Linked DNA regions of Mus musculus: region 1 is linked to region 2. The links are chromatin contacts, called in public promoter capture Hi-C maps. All regions are on one chromosome and are shown on one strand. Each heading gives the region's core, a stretch centred on a gene start, on an enhancer-like site or on the middle of the called end of the contact. The rest is flanking DNA. Distances are from core to core; before and after follow the strand shown. Region 1 holds the start of D830039M14Rik (RIKEN cDNA D830039M14 gene). Region 2 holds the start of Tbata (thymus, brain and testes associated).

What was found. Capture Hi-C pulls out chosen DNA fragments and counts their contacts.
Region 1: a promoter capture Hi-C map of pancreatic islet shows a contact between it and region 2. The contact joins the promoter of D830039M14Rik here to the promoter of Tbata in region 2. A contact is called at or near these places in 8 of 39 promoter capture datasets (the 3T3-L1 cell line, cranial neural crest, embryonic stem cells and 4 more), 2 of 115 datasets of contacts at active chromatin or transcription factors (both in embryonic stem cells) and 2 of 9 other capture datasets (adipose tissue and pancreatic islet).

Annotation. Positions count from the first base shown.
Region 1 is chr10:61,475,071-61,477,972 of GRCm38.p6, forward strand. It overlaps D830039M14Rik (RIKEN cDNA D830039M14 gene), which reads right to left and starts at 1,611. Exons shown (of 1, transcript NR_166099.1): 1 at 157-1,611. Lrrc20 (leucine rich repeat containing 20) reads left to right here and starts at 763. Exons shown (of 5, transcript NM_153542.1): 1 at 763-819.
Region 2 is chr10:61,170,470-61,173,365 of GRCm38.p6, forward strand. Tbata (thymus, brain and testes associated) reads left to right here and starts at 1,495. Exons shown (of 10, transcript NM_001017433.2): 1 at 1,495-1,563.

The DNA of each region.
Region 1 (2,902 bases), core at 361-2,860, 300 kb after region 2:
CATGTACAGGATGGTTCATAGCTGTTTGCAACTCCAATCCCAGGAGATTTGACCCCTCTTTTGGCCTCTGAGGACACCAGACACATAGGTGGTGCACAAATACACACGCGGGCAAACACGCATAAAATAACTAAAAAAAAAAAAAAAAAGCACAAAATAATTCACAATTTTTATCAAACTGTTACCATGTTGGGACATGGAATAACCTGTATTTGTGTTCCCGGGCTAGGGTCGCTCCTATTTGGCTCTAGGATAAGCCATCTCTGATCCCCTTTGAGGTGAGAGTTGTGTTTTTGCGTCGCAGCAGCGCTGGACTCCACAGTCCCTTCATCAGTTCTCACAGCGACCCGTGAAGCAGGTAGACTTTAGTTCCATGTTTACTTTAGTCTGAAGAGATGAAGTTACAGTGCGGCTTCAATTAGCGTTTCTTTGCGTTTTCCAAAGTTCCCCGATCTGCTGAACCCGGCTCATCCGTGGAATTAAAAACAAAATAAAATCCAGCCTGGAGAAGCATCCTACACAAGAAGATGCAGGGCCCCGCCCCTAGCGCGCTGGCTTTGCCGACTCCACACAAAGCGGTTCCTCCCTTGGTTCCCGAGCGCGCAGGAGGAGTTGCGCGCTGATTGGTGCGCGCGGGCGGAGCGCTGGCCCCTCCCCGCCCTGGGTCGTATCCTGGTGTCACTATTGGCTGAGCGGCCGTGCGCGCTGAGCTCCCTGCCCCTTTGGCTCCGCCCCTCGGGCTCAGAACTTGCACCGGGTGCCGTCGGTCGCCGCGGGAGCGTGAGTGCTGGGCGCTGGGCTCTAGGACGCATTGTCGCCGTAAGTGCTGCCTCCAGCGGCCCACAGGCTTCGCGCCGCGCTGAATAACGGTGGCCAGAGGCCGAGCGTGGCAGGGGCAGAAGGGAAAGCACTGGGCTTGGCCGTGTCCCTTCCCCTCCCCCAGCACACCTGGTAGCACCGAGTCATGGCTCGGGCGGTGCCCAGAGGTCATGGACTATCGCTTGCGGTAGTGGGAGGCTCGTGGTTAGAGCTCTCGGACAGCCCGGCTTCCGTCTCCCCAGTGAGACGCCCTTGCCCATCGGGAGAGGCAGCTGCGCATGTCACTTGGGAGTGTGCCTCTCCGCCCCTGGCAGCGTGGGACGCCCCCGGCCTCTGCGATCACCAGCGTCCCCCCTCTGCTTGCTCCATTTGTCCCAGTTCCTGTCTGCCAGGCCAGCGCGAGGCTGGAGACGAGCAGCCACTGGCTGTGAGAATGGGGTCCAGGGATCCTGTCCTTGGCCACTGTGTACTGTCGGTACAGTCTAAGGATGCTCACGCGGGGCTCCCCAACTCTAAAGCTGAGCTGCGAAACCAGGCGCCAACGTGTCCAGCTCATTGCCCCAGCGGGCTCTTTCCCCTGGGTGAGAAAGTGGGTCATCTCTGCTCTGGTCTCGAGTGGACCTTTGGGACTGTTGGGGTGTGATTAGCATTGTGCCCCTTACCTCGCCACATCAGCTCTTGGCTTCAGCAGGGTCCCGAAGTCTGTCTGGAGCCAGCGGAGCCAGCGGTGGGGCAGATCGTGCGCATGGCTGCGGAGGCTCCGGTTGCCCCGCAGAGCGGCTGCCAGGCTCTAAAGTTCCCAGTTGACCACAACAGTAACTAAATATAGGACCAGCTGGTGCGGCCGGAGTGTCGCAGTGGCTCCTTTGCAGAGATCTTAGGGCTGCAGATAATGAAGTTGAGTTCTGACCCTTAAAGACTGGGTCATTGCCATGGTCAAGGTTTAAATACCTCAGCCCCAAGTTTGGAATTTAGGTGAGATCAGTTTCAGATCTGCCAGAGAAATTATACAGTGTTCACAATCATAGCTTCCTCAAAGCAGAATAGCACACTCACCTTCAATTTATTATATGCAAACTTCCTGTCTGTCCTTGTTTGATGACCTAATAGTTGGTCCTGGCTTAATGCAGGAAGCCCTTAATGGCTTGCAGAGTCTTTTCTTAGAAGTGATTTTTTTTCAGTTAATTTTTATTAACAGTTTCATTGAGGAAGGTGATGTTTCCATCTCACAACTGGGGCTGCCCCACAACATTGAGAGCTTTCCAGAATTCTGCTTGCATTAGTTAGGCTCCTCAGGAAGGCCTCCAGAGGTCTGGAACAGACCGCAGGCCTTCTCTGTGGCTTGTCTTTATCTACCTGTTGCTGGCACCCTATGGGCCCTTCTTCTGGGGTCATGCCACAGGCCTCACCCCCAGGCTGTGCAGGCATATAACTGGTTCATTTTGTCTCCCAGTGGGAAGTTTGTATCATCAGGCATGTCCAACCAGTGGGCCTGGTTTGTCCCAGGAGAGCTATAAGTGCAGCTTAATAGACATGCAATTTAAAAATGCTGTGGTTGCAGTATCATTCTAGTCCACACCCAATCTCTCTCTCTCTCTCTCTTTATTGTCCAGCATGGCTTTTATAGATGGTGACCAGAAGATTTCAAATTTAAACATATCCTGGGGCTGTGTTACAAACTGGTGGTGGGAGGGCACAGGTGAGCTGTCTTGTTCTGTAGCTCAGGCTGACCTGGGACTTGGGGTCCTCCTGTTTCAGTTTTCCTTGTGCTGGGGTTATAGGTATTTGCCACCATGTCTAGTTTCCTTGAAAATTTCTGAGTCTCCCCTATCCAGAGTCTGGGATAGGTGGCCCTGGTTGTACGGGAGCAGCATGGGCCTATGTGTCGGGCCCATGTGGGCCCATTGCTCCTGTTTCTCCCTGACTCTCTGCCACCACCATCCTTATGTGGTAGATTGACTGTATTCCTGCTTCTAGGAGCCTAGAACCTAGACTTGTGGGGCCGGCCTGGGATCTGTGGATTGTTCTGGTTGCAGAGGGGTGCCCAGTGCCTTGATTGTCCAAAGAGTGCTGATGTGCGTGC
Region 2 (2,896 bases), core at 245-2,744:
AACCATCCATAATGAGATCTGACATCCTCTTCTTGGATGTCTAAAGATAGCTACAGTGTACTTACATATAATAAATAAATGAATCTTTCGGCTGGAGCAAGCAGGGCTGGAGAGAGAAGAGGTGGTGTCTGAAGACAGCTATAGTGTACTTACATACAATAAACAATCTTTTAAAAATAATGATAAAACAAATGAGGATCTACCCAGCACACTGAGCTAATGACCCAAGAGTGTCAGGGAGCCAGCTAAATCTGTCCAGTGCTGATACTGTAGGTGTGACAACACTGTGACCCAGCTTTTCTGTTTGTTTTGTTTTTTTGACACGAGGGTTCTGGAGGTTGAACTCATGCCTTCACGCTTGCAGGGCAAACACTTTGCAGACGAAGCCATCTCCCCAGCCCCCCTCTTAGAGTATCTCCAGCATGCACATCATTAGGCACTCTACTCACAACAATCCATTTATTCTTCAGAGCAAGCCCGGAGTAGGCGACAGCACTCGTTCCCCAGCCCCAGCCTACACAGTAATCGGTAAGAGATCAGATTTGAAGCCACATAGTGTTGTAAGCACTTTCATGCGTGTTAAGTCGATTTCCAAGGGACAATAAGTGGGGACCCCATTTCAGCCCTACCAGACCTGAGCCCCTAAGAGTAATTAATACCCTACCCCGAGCCTGACCTCTTGAGCAAAATTTTGGAAAAAAAAATGCAGATATGCTAGAAAACTGTATATAATGTGCCTAACTGGTTAGATTTAGATGAAACTTGGGGAGATTGTAGAAAATAAGCATCCACTATTCCTATGAGATCAGGAACTTGGTTTTATAAACATTTATGTCATTCCTGTGTTAGCAGGAACTCTGATAGGACTAGAGGTATGAAGTTCAGAGCCTTTGGGTAGACTCTCTGAAATCACAACAGGATAAATGGCAGAATGGGATTTTAACAAGGTGCTTTGCGCTCCATACCCCTGGCAACACAGGCATTTTAGCTAACTGAAGACCTTAACCTTCCCTCCCTGCCAGCCCTTCAAGTGAAGCCACAGGGACCCACCAGATCCTATGATTGGGTTCCTCTTCTCTACCTAAGAAATAAATAGCTCCCTCAGGACTGATCCCAAGAATCAAAGCTCCCAAAGGCTCAACTATGCACAGCAGCATCGACCTCTGGCAAGCTGGCAAGACCTTGGACAGATTTTCACCTTCTGACTGGTTCGACTGGGTAGTTAACCTACTTGTGTGGGTCCGTACTGGAAGTGCTTGGATAAGAAGCAGAGGAGGAATTTCAAGGGATAAGAAAGAGTCCTCTGTGAGCTGTCTGCCTGCCCTACCCCCAACTCCCCAGGAAGGGGAAAGATGAACTCCACAGTGGTGGGGGAGAAAGGTGTTGGGCTATGTTCTGGAGTTGTGGGGAAGGGGTAACCTAGCAACCACTGGGCTCAGCATAGTCACAAAGCAACAGGTTTGCCCACAATTCCGACAAGCCTTACCCTTGATTAGTCTTCTTCTCCATCTTGGTCAGGCACCAGGGGCTTCTTGCTCATATGCTATAGTGGACATCTTCCTGGTGAGTTCAGGGCCCTCTCAGGAGGGTAGGGAATGAAATGGGATCTGGCTCCAGGTGACAACAAAGGAATTGTGGGGGGATAAGAGGGTTCCTGTGGTTACATTGGTGGCTCCCTTCAGATCTCTTGTAACTGACTATCAACGAGCCCAGGATCAGAGGCAGGGGAGGGCAGGGATGGGCTGCAGTGACCTCATCTGTCTCTCTTCCTAGGTCCTACTGACCCTTGTAGGTGGGTGTTGATTCTTAATCTTATTGAAGAATTTAATGGCTCATGTCTAACATTCATGAAGAAAAAAAATCAAGATGCAAGTATACTCGTACATCTTACATGTAGATACTGCTTCAGACTACTCCCATGACCACTGCAGACACATACAGGCACGGAGGCATGCACGCATGCAGACACACACACACACACACACACACACACACACACACACACGAATTTAGACCTAAGGAAAAATGGATTTCTTGCTGTTGTAATGGTCAAGAGTGTTTGAGAGTTTCTATTCTAAAGAGCACTTTTTCCTGTAGGCGGGTGGATGAGGGACTTTCAAATGCCCTGTCTTCAAGCATGAAACATCCAAGAACCCCAGCCCCTACCATCAATGATACATGCATGGAGTTTCCTGAAGAGGGAGCCCTGCTCACTCTTTTTAGACAACCGATCAGCAGCCTGTGAGCCAGATGACTATGCTGGCCCTTGACTGTGCAGCCTCAAATGAAGCCAACCCATCACCTACTACTAACCTGATGGTGGTGGCACCGAGGCATCTCAGAGAGCCTTGCATATCTGTGGTTCCAGCACCTTTCTCAGAACTCACTTGCACCAGGTCCCCAACGCTTGCATAGGGCCTGTAGATTTAACCATAATTCTGGCTTTGATATCTGTCGTCTTTCATCCATTTCTTTTCATTGGTTTACTTACAAATGCACTGAGCTGAGTAAGAGCCACCTGCTCAAGGACCACAGCACCACCACTAACTCATCTCCTGTGTGCTCTCCTCCTTGTCCCTAAAATGCCACTAGGGAAATGTCCTTAGTTATTTTATTGTTTGATCTCATGTTTGTGATAATTCTGTTTGCCTGGGAATTTGTGTGTGTGTTTGGGGGTGGATGTGTATGAGTTTAGGTATATGTATGTATGGGTGTGTATGAGTGTGTGGGTATGGTGTGTGGTTTTTTGATGTGTCTGTATGTGTAGATGAATGTGTGAGAATGAGTTTGTGTGTGTTTGTGTATGTGTATGGATGTATGTGTGTGGTGTGTGGTGTGTGTATGTGTGGCAATATATTGTGTATGGATGGGTGTGTGTGTATGGATGTATGTGTAT